Regions from separate parts of the Triticum aestivum genome. Here region 2 is linked to region 1. Evidence: chromatin contacts called from public Hi-C data. All regions are on one chromosome and are shown on one strand. The core of a region is the stretch at or near the end of the contact, and the rest is flanking DNA. Distances in the headings are between cores, read along the strand shown. Region 1 holds the start of LOC123099532 (ethylene-responsive transcription factor ERF061). Region 2 has its middle 35 kb from the start of LOC123099532.

Evidence for each region. Hi-C and Micro-C count contacts between places; a contact is called where the count stands out from the background.
Region 2: a Hi-C map of leaf shows a contact between it and region 1, with 4 times the contacts expected there. The contact joins the enhancer-like site here to the promoter of LOC123099532 in region 1. A contact is called at or near these places in 2 of 5 Hi-C or Micro-C datasets (both in leaf).

The regions. Positions count from the first base shown.
Region 1 is chr1B:670,747,410-670,750,228 of IWGSC CS RefSeq v2.1, forward strand. LOC123099532 (ethylene-responsive transcription factor ERF061) reads right to left here and starts at 1,418. Exons shown (of 1, transcript XM_044521678.1): 1 at 173-1,418. The coding sequence starts at 1,280. The coding sequence ends at 432.
Region 2 is chr1B:670,782,044-670,785,003 of IWGSC CS RefSeq v2.1, forward strand. No RefSeq gene overlaps it. Among protein-coding and RNA genes, the nearest start is that of LOC123099532, 35 kb to the left of the region's middle. Within about 2 kb of position 1,303, at least 5 of the 8 cell types and tissues checked have an H3K27ac peak or open chromatin away from gene starts, as enhancers often do. A contact at or near this core is called in leaf, where this site is marked.

The DNA of each region.
Region 1 (2,819 bases), core at 168-2,667:
GCTCAAGAACGCACACTGGAATTAGTATCACTTATGTAAGACTGTGGAGATGCTGTGAATTCGGGGATCAATCAGCGTTACAGCTTGTCGATGCGATGTGATGCCAAAACCCACGACACGACACGACACGACAGATGCAGAATGCAGTTGCTAGTACTAGTAATTAGGAGTATAGTCTCTACTCTCTAGGAGACGCCCGATTTTCCCGGGCATTTTATTGCTCGTATAGTGACAGGTTAACTGTGATCCTCCCTCCCAACACATGGAGAATCAATCGATCCTACGAGCTCGGCTCCGACAGACAGGCACCGCCACCATGTCCACTCCACGCCATGAATGGGATGGGATGGGATGGGATGGATGGATGGACCTTGGTGCGTGCTGGTTGGCTTTGCGTCTGTCCGCGCCTCGGACCGGTCTAGTTCTACTGGCTAGAAGTTGAGCATCTCCCAGATCAGCTCCGGGTCGAAGGACGGCATCCGCTGGAGCGAGCACTCGAAGTCGGCCGCGGAGAGCACCCCCTCCGGCGACCCGTACGACGACGTCGTCGTCTCGGACGTCGTGGCGCTCTCGGAGACGACGGGGCGAGGGGCCGTGGGCGGCGCAGGGGCGGCCTCGGCGGACCCGGCGCGCTGGGTGGTGGTGTTGTTCTGCTGCTGCTTGGCCTCCTCGCGCAGCCGCCTGGCGCGCGCGCGCTTGCGGGCCATGCGGACGCGGATGGCCTGGATCTTGGCGTCGACGGCGTCGCGGAGCTGGCGGAGGGCGTCGGGGAAGCGGGCGTCGTCGGCGCCGTCCATGACGCCGGGGAAGTTGAGGCGCGCGTACTCGCCGCGGAGCCGGAAGGCGGCGCGGTCGTAGGCGTGCGCGGCGGTCTCGGGCGACTCGTAGGTGCCGAGCCAGACGCGCACCCGGTTCTGCGGCAGCCGGATCTCCGCCACCCACTTGCCCCACTGCCGCTGCCGCACGCCGCGGTACATCTTCCTCCCCGCCGCCGCGTCCGCCGCGCCGGGAAAAGGGAGCGCGTAGCCCGACGACGAGGAGCTGGCTGCCGCCGCCGCAAGATGGTGGTGCGGCTGCGTGGCGGCGAAGCTGCGGAGGAGCTCGCTCTGGCGGTAGTAGACGCTGGAGCCGAGCGGCGGGATGGTGACGGGGGGCGGGAGGTGGGAGAAGACGGTGTCGAGCGCGCTGGCGCCGCCGGGGGAGAGCAGGAGGGAGGACACCGCGGAGCGCACCTCCCCCGTGAAGCTGGACGGGGACAGCGTGCGGAGGCTGGCGTCCATGGATGCCGGAGCTTGGCGTGAGTTGGTTCGGGCGTTCACGGGCGGGGCGGGAATGGCATCCTTGGGCGGAGCAAAAGGCGAGTCTTGTTGGTGGTGATTAGCGGTGGAGCCTGAGATGTTTGTTTGTGTTAGCCAGGTGCGCGCCCTGTGGCCTTATATAACCCACGGGCGCCGGGCGCCGTGGTCACCATGACGCCCCCGGGAACTGGGAATGGGATGGATTCGTGCGTATGAACTGAGCCCGGCGCCGTTCAGACTGCTAACCGGGTGTGCGATGTGTCGTTAGCTGCATTGCACCGAGTTAATGTGACACAACTCGGTCAACTTCTCGGCATGTTTACACCCGTAATCGTTCATGTGATTAACCGCCCAAAGAAGCAGAGATGGACACACAGACAGAGATCACCATGTTTGACCGGTTCATGTTCACTCCCATGTCAAAACACCAAAGAATTCTATCATTCCGTACACCAGAAATCAACTACTCCCTCCGTCCCATAATATAAGAGCGTTTTTTACACTGCACTAGTATAAAAAACGCTCTTATATTATGGAACGAGGGGAGTACATGGCAGAGTGCGGATTTTTCAAGGCCGAGCTCGAGGAGCTCGGTATTTTGAAAACATCAAAAATCATATTTATAAGTTTCAAAAAAATCTGAAAAGGGTACATGGAAACATGTATGCATTCCGCAAGAACGTGTTAAATTTCGTAAAGAAAAAATGGTTAGTGATTTGTAGGCTGCACAAATGAAAGAAAATTCCGGCCCAAGAGCTCAGCCTCCGTAAGCATTTTCCGCTACATGGCATCCATTTTTTTTTAACGGTTGGTATCCTTCATTTCGACCCATAGTACATCCTTTTGCTCCCCCCTCTCGTGAAAGGGACGTTAGGGCGAACAACTCATTCCTTCTGGGCTCTGTCGGACAACCCGTAGACTCACCTCCCCTCTGCATGTTACTGCGATGGTCGCTACGGGGAGGGGAATCCAGATGCATCTGTTCCGACGGCTAGTAGTATGTGTTATGCTTTTTTTTTAGTTTTTGCACGGGCAGCGCTCGAGTGGATGCAACGTTTCATCTTTGAGTCGGTCTTCTGGGCTTTGATCCTGCTCGAATCAGTTCATCGAAACGGACTCAGCGGAGCTCTAGGATAGACTCCCGCCGTATGCCGTGAGGTTACGGTTTCTCGTCGTGTGTGTGTGTGTGTGTGTGTGTGTGTGTGTGTGTGTGTGTGTGTGTGTGTGTGTGTGTGTGTGTGTGTGACCTGGTGTCAGGCATTGAATCGATTTTTAAGGGTTCAACATCGGCCACTACGGGTCCCTAGCAACACATCCATGAAGACTTCCCGATGGTCATCAACAAGATCAAGCCGACTCTGGTACATGAACGGTGACATTGATGCGTCGAAGATTTGTTCTGTTGACGACATCAGTCGTTTGGTTGTCCAAAGACATCGACGTAATTTTATTACCGTAATGTTATTCGGCGAACGTTCGTTGTGGGTCATGGAAAAACGAACAGGCAATTTATGTGTCGGG
Region 2 (2,960 bases), core at 53-2,552, 35 kb after region 1:
AAATTTGATGTTTGCACCATCTCGATCCGAGTTTGTATGCGATTTCAGCAGTTAGCACAGGGAGGAGGACAGAAGTACGGGCCATATCCGGGCTAAATCCGAGTTAGACTACAACATAGGTTTTAAGACGTGAATTATTGTATTTTTCTTGTAATAAATAAAGCCTACATGAGACCTTTATTTGTACGAGAAGTTCAGCCGCCTCATATATATGTATGAGGTGACGACGGATTGAACAACACCAATTGAGTCAAGCAACCTATCATACTTTTTGTGTTCATCTATTTTTATCTCCTACCATTGTATCATGTGTTTCGCTCTTTTGTAAGTCATCCATGTTGGGGGATGAGTCTCCACGGGGCTCTAGGGGTGAGCGAATCGACCTGGTGCAGTCCATAGCCGCTGCAAACCCTGACAGGGTCCCTCTCGGATAAGCGGGGTTTCGGGGTCTACAAAAGCACCCGCCGGCCGCATACCACGCTTCCGACCGGGTCTTCTTCTACGTGAGCTGTGGTGCATCACCCCGGCGCCGAGTGTATATGGTGACATGTTCGTGTGCAAACAACATGTGCCCATAAAAACCCGCACTCCGAAGTCACAACCATCACCATTGAACCCTTGAGTTGATCCAAAGAATCTAATGCCAAATCTCGCCATCGTGTACGTAAGATGAGAAACTCTAACCTCACTGCCCCGAGGAGTTGATAAATAATAGGTCAACGCGTTGTAAACCAAATTTGTAGTTGGATATTACCTAAAAGTTGCTTCTTAGCTGAAATCAGAGGTCTAGATCGAGGTTGACACTTCACCCAATGGTCCCATGAAGGTCCCATAGAAAGTTTGGTGCGGGAAGCAACTGCAAAAGTACTCGTTTGTCGTCTAGAGACTACCCCGTTCACACTTATCCTGTGCACAGAAACAATTTTGCGTTCAAGACAAAGGAAAAAAGAATATGATTATCCCAAGCAACAGTGCAAAAGTGACACGTAGCCACACACACTTCACAAGATATTCTCCCACGCAAAAGTTTCGAAACGAAATTAACGTGATCAGACCATGCTCATCCACATGATAGAATTCCCTTCCGAAAGAAAAAAAATCCACTCGATCGAGTTTGCTTATGCTTACACGGTTTGCTGAAATTAATCATCCAGGAAAATGACATTGTATTTTCTCAATAAATTCAAATGAGAAATTTAAAAGGGAACAAGATTGCCAATTATGCATCTGGATTGGGCACGTCGCCGTACTTGGTAGGGCCGTGGGTCGCGAGATGCATGGCAGCCAGCCAGCTGAGCAATTGGATTGGATGCTTGCCCAAATCAAAGAGTGGCCATGCATGCACGGCCGGGACCAATGGTGTGAGCCCCCAAGGCCATGGCCACGGAACACATGAGCTGACATCTCTGAACTCTGGAGCAGCCCTGCTACCGACCATAACCTACCTCCCGTGTCATGTTGCGCAGATCGTCCGGCTCCCCATGGTCCACTCATGACTGACCATCTATTCTAGTGAGGGAAGTGAACATGACCCATGAGCATCTGCCTCCACGACACATGAACGATCGTTTCAGTTTCAAGACTGACCATCTACTACCTTCGTCCTGGTTTATTGGTCTTTATTGTGTTTCGTGTCAAATTTTAACCATAATTTTCTTTTGCGGATGATCATAAATTTAACTAACAAAATGTTCATGCATGTTAAAAAAATATTATATTATTAAAAACTATGTTCAAATACGAATCCAACGATATAATTTTTGTTGACGTGCATTAACAGTTTGTTAGTTAAATCTTTGTTCAAAATTTGACACAAATTACAAACGAGACCAATAAACAAGTTCGGAGGAGGTAGTAGAGAATATGCATGCATGCGTGGCTCATGGCTCGTGATCGATCGTCTGATTTGATGATCCATCGCCCATCCCGTTTGTTTGAGCACATGACGCTAGGAAGTGTAGCATATGTAGCTAGCCACTCTTGCCTGAGATGTTCCATTGTGCCTCGACCGATCTTGGTTCCTCTGTGACGTTCGATCAGTTGATTTGATGCTTGCTACTTGTCTAGTCGTGCTAGTACGTAATATACCCGTCAAAAAAAGGTACGTGCTGAAACACAGAGGAAACAAAAGCATGGTCAGGTGAATCACAAAGAATCCCCATGTTGGAGGAGGGGGGGCCAAATTCACTGCTCTCACCCTTTTGACAAACTTTAGCATGATTTGACCCCGTTTTGAAATCTTTTTCGGATATGACCTTTTTTCTACTACTGTCGTCCTTGACGGGGATGTTTACACTGCCTACCGCCAAGATGACTGACGATAGGCTTTGATCAACATTCAAACGGGCGTCTGCTGACCAAGCGAAGCCTACTGCCATAGCCGCCGGTGGCGGTAGCTCGTTGTAGCTTACCGCCGATGACAGTGAATTTGGCTGAGAAGGGGACGCGAGAAGGAGCGCCATGCTCATCGTGATGCGCTCTCGTCCCAACCAGAGGGAATGAAGCAGCTTAGCAGCAGGTAGCAATGAAACGCAAAAGGCAACTGGCGCGTGAATTGCCCAGGGCGCGCTAAGTCAAATGGCGATGTTTGATCCACTAGTCCGAGTGAGCCTTTCGATCTCTGCTAGCTCTGCTGCTCGGCTGTCGCTGTGGGACGGAATGCAGTAGCGATCCGGTCTGGAATTCTTTGACTTTGCTGTCGGCAGAGTTAATATAAGTTTGTACTTACAGCGTGTGTACTGTATTCAAACCGGTCAATCGTGTACAGTTTCCAGTTAAGGCATGTTGTTTAAGTTGTGCTGTGTTGCGAGTTTGAAGCCACCCGTTGATCGGAGGCCGTGGGTTCGCCCCGTTTCGTAGGCCGGATGCCACCCACGTCGCCAACTTGGCGGCAGGATCAGCACGGCGTCATCAGCGAGTCACTGACGGGGAACGGCATGTGCGATGCCTCCGTTCCACTT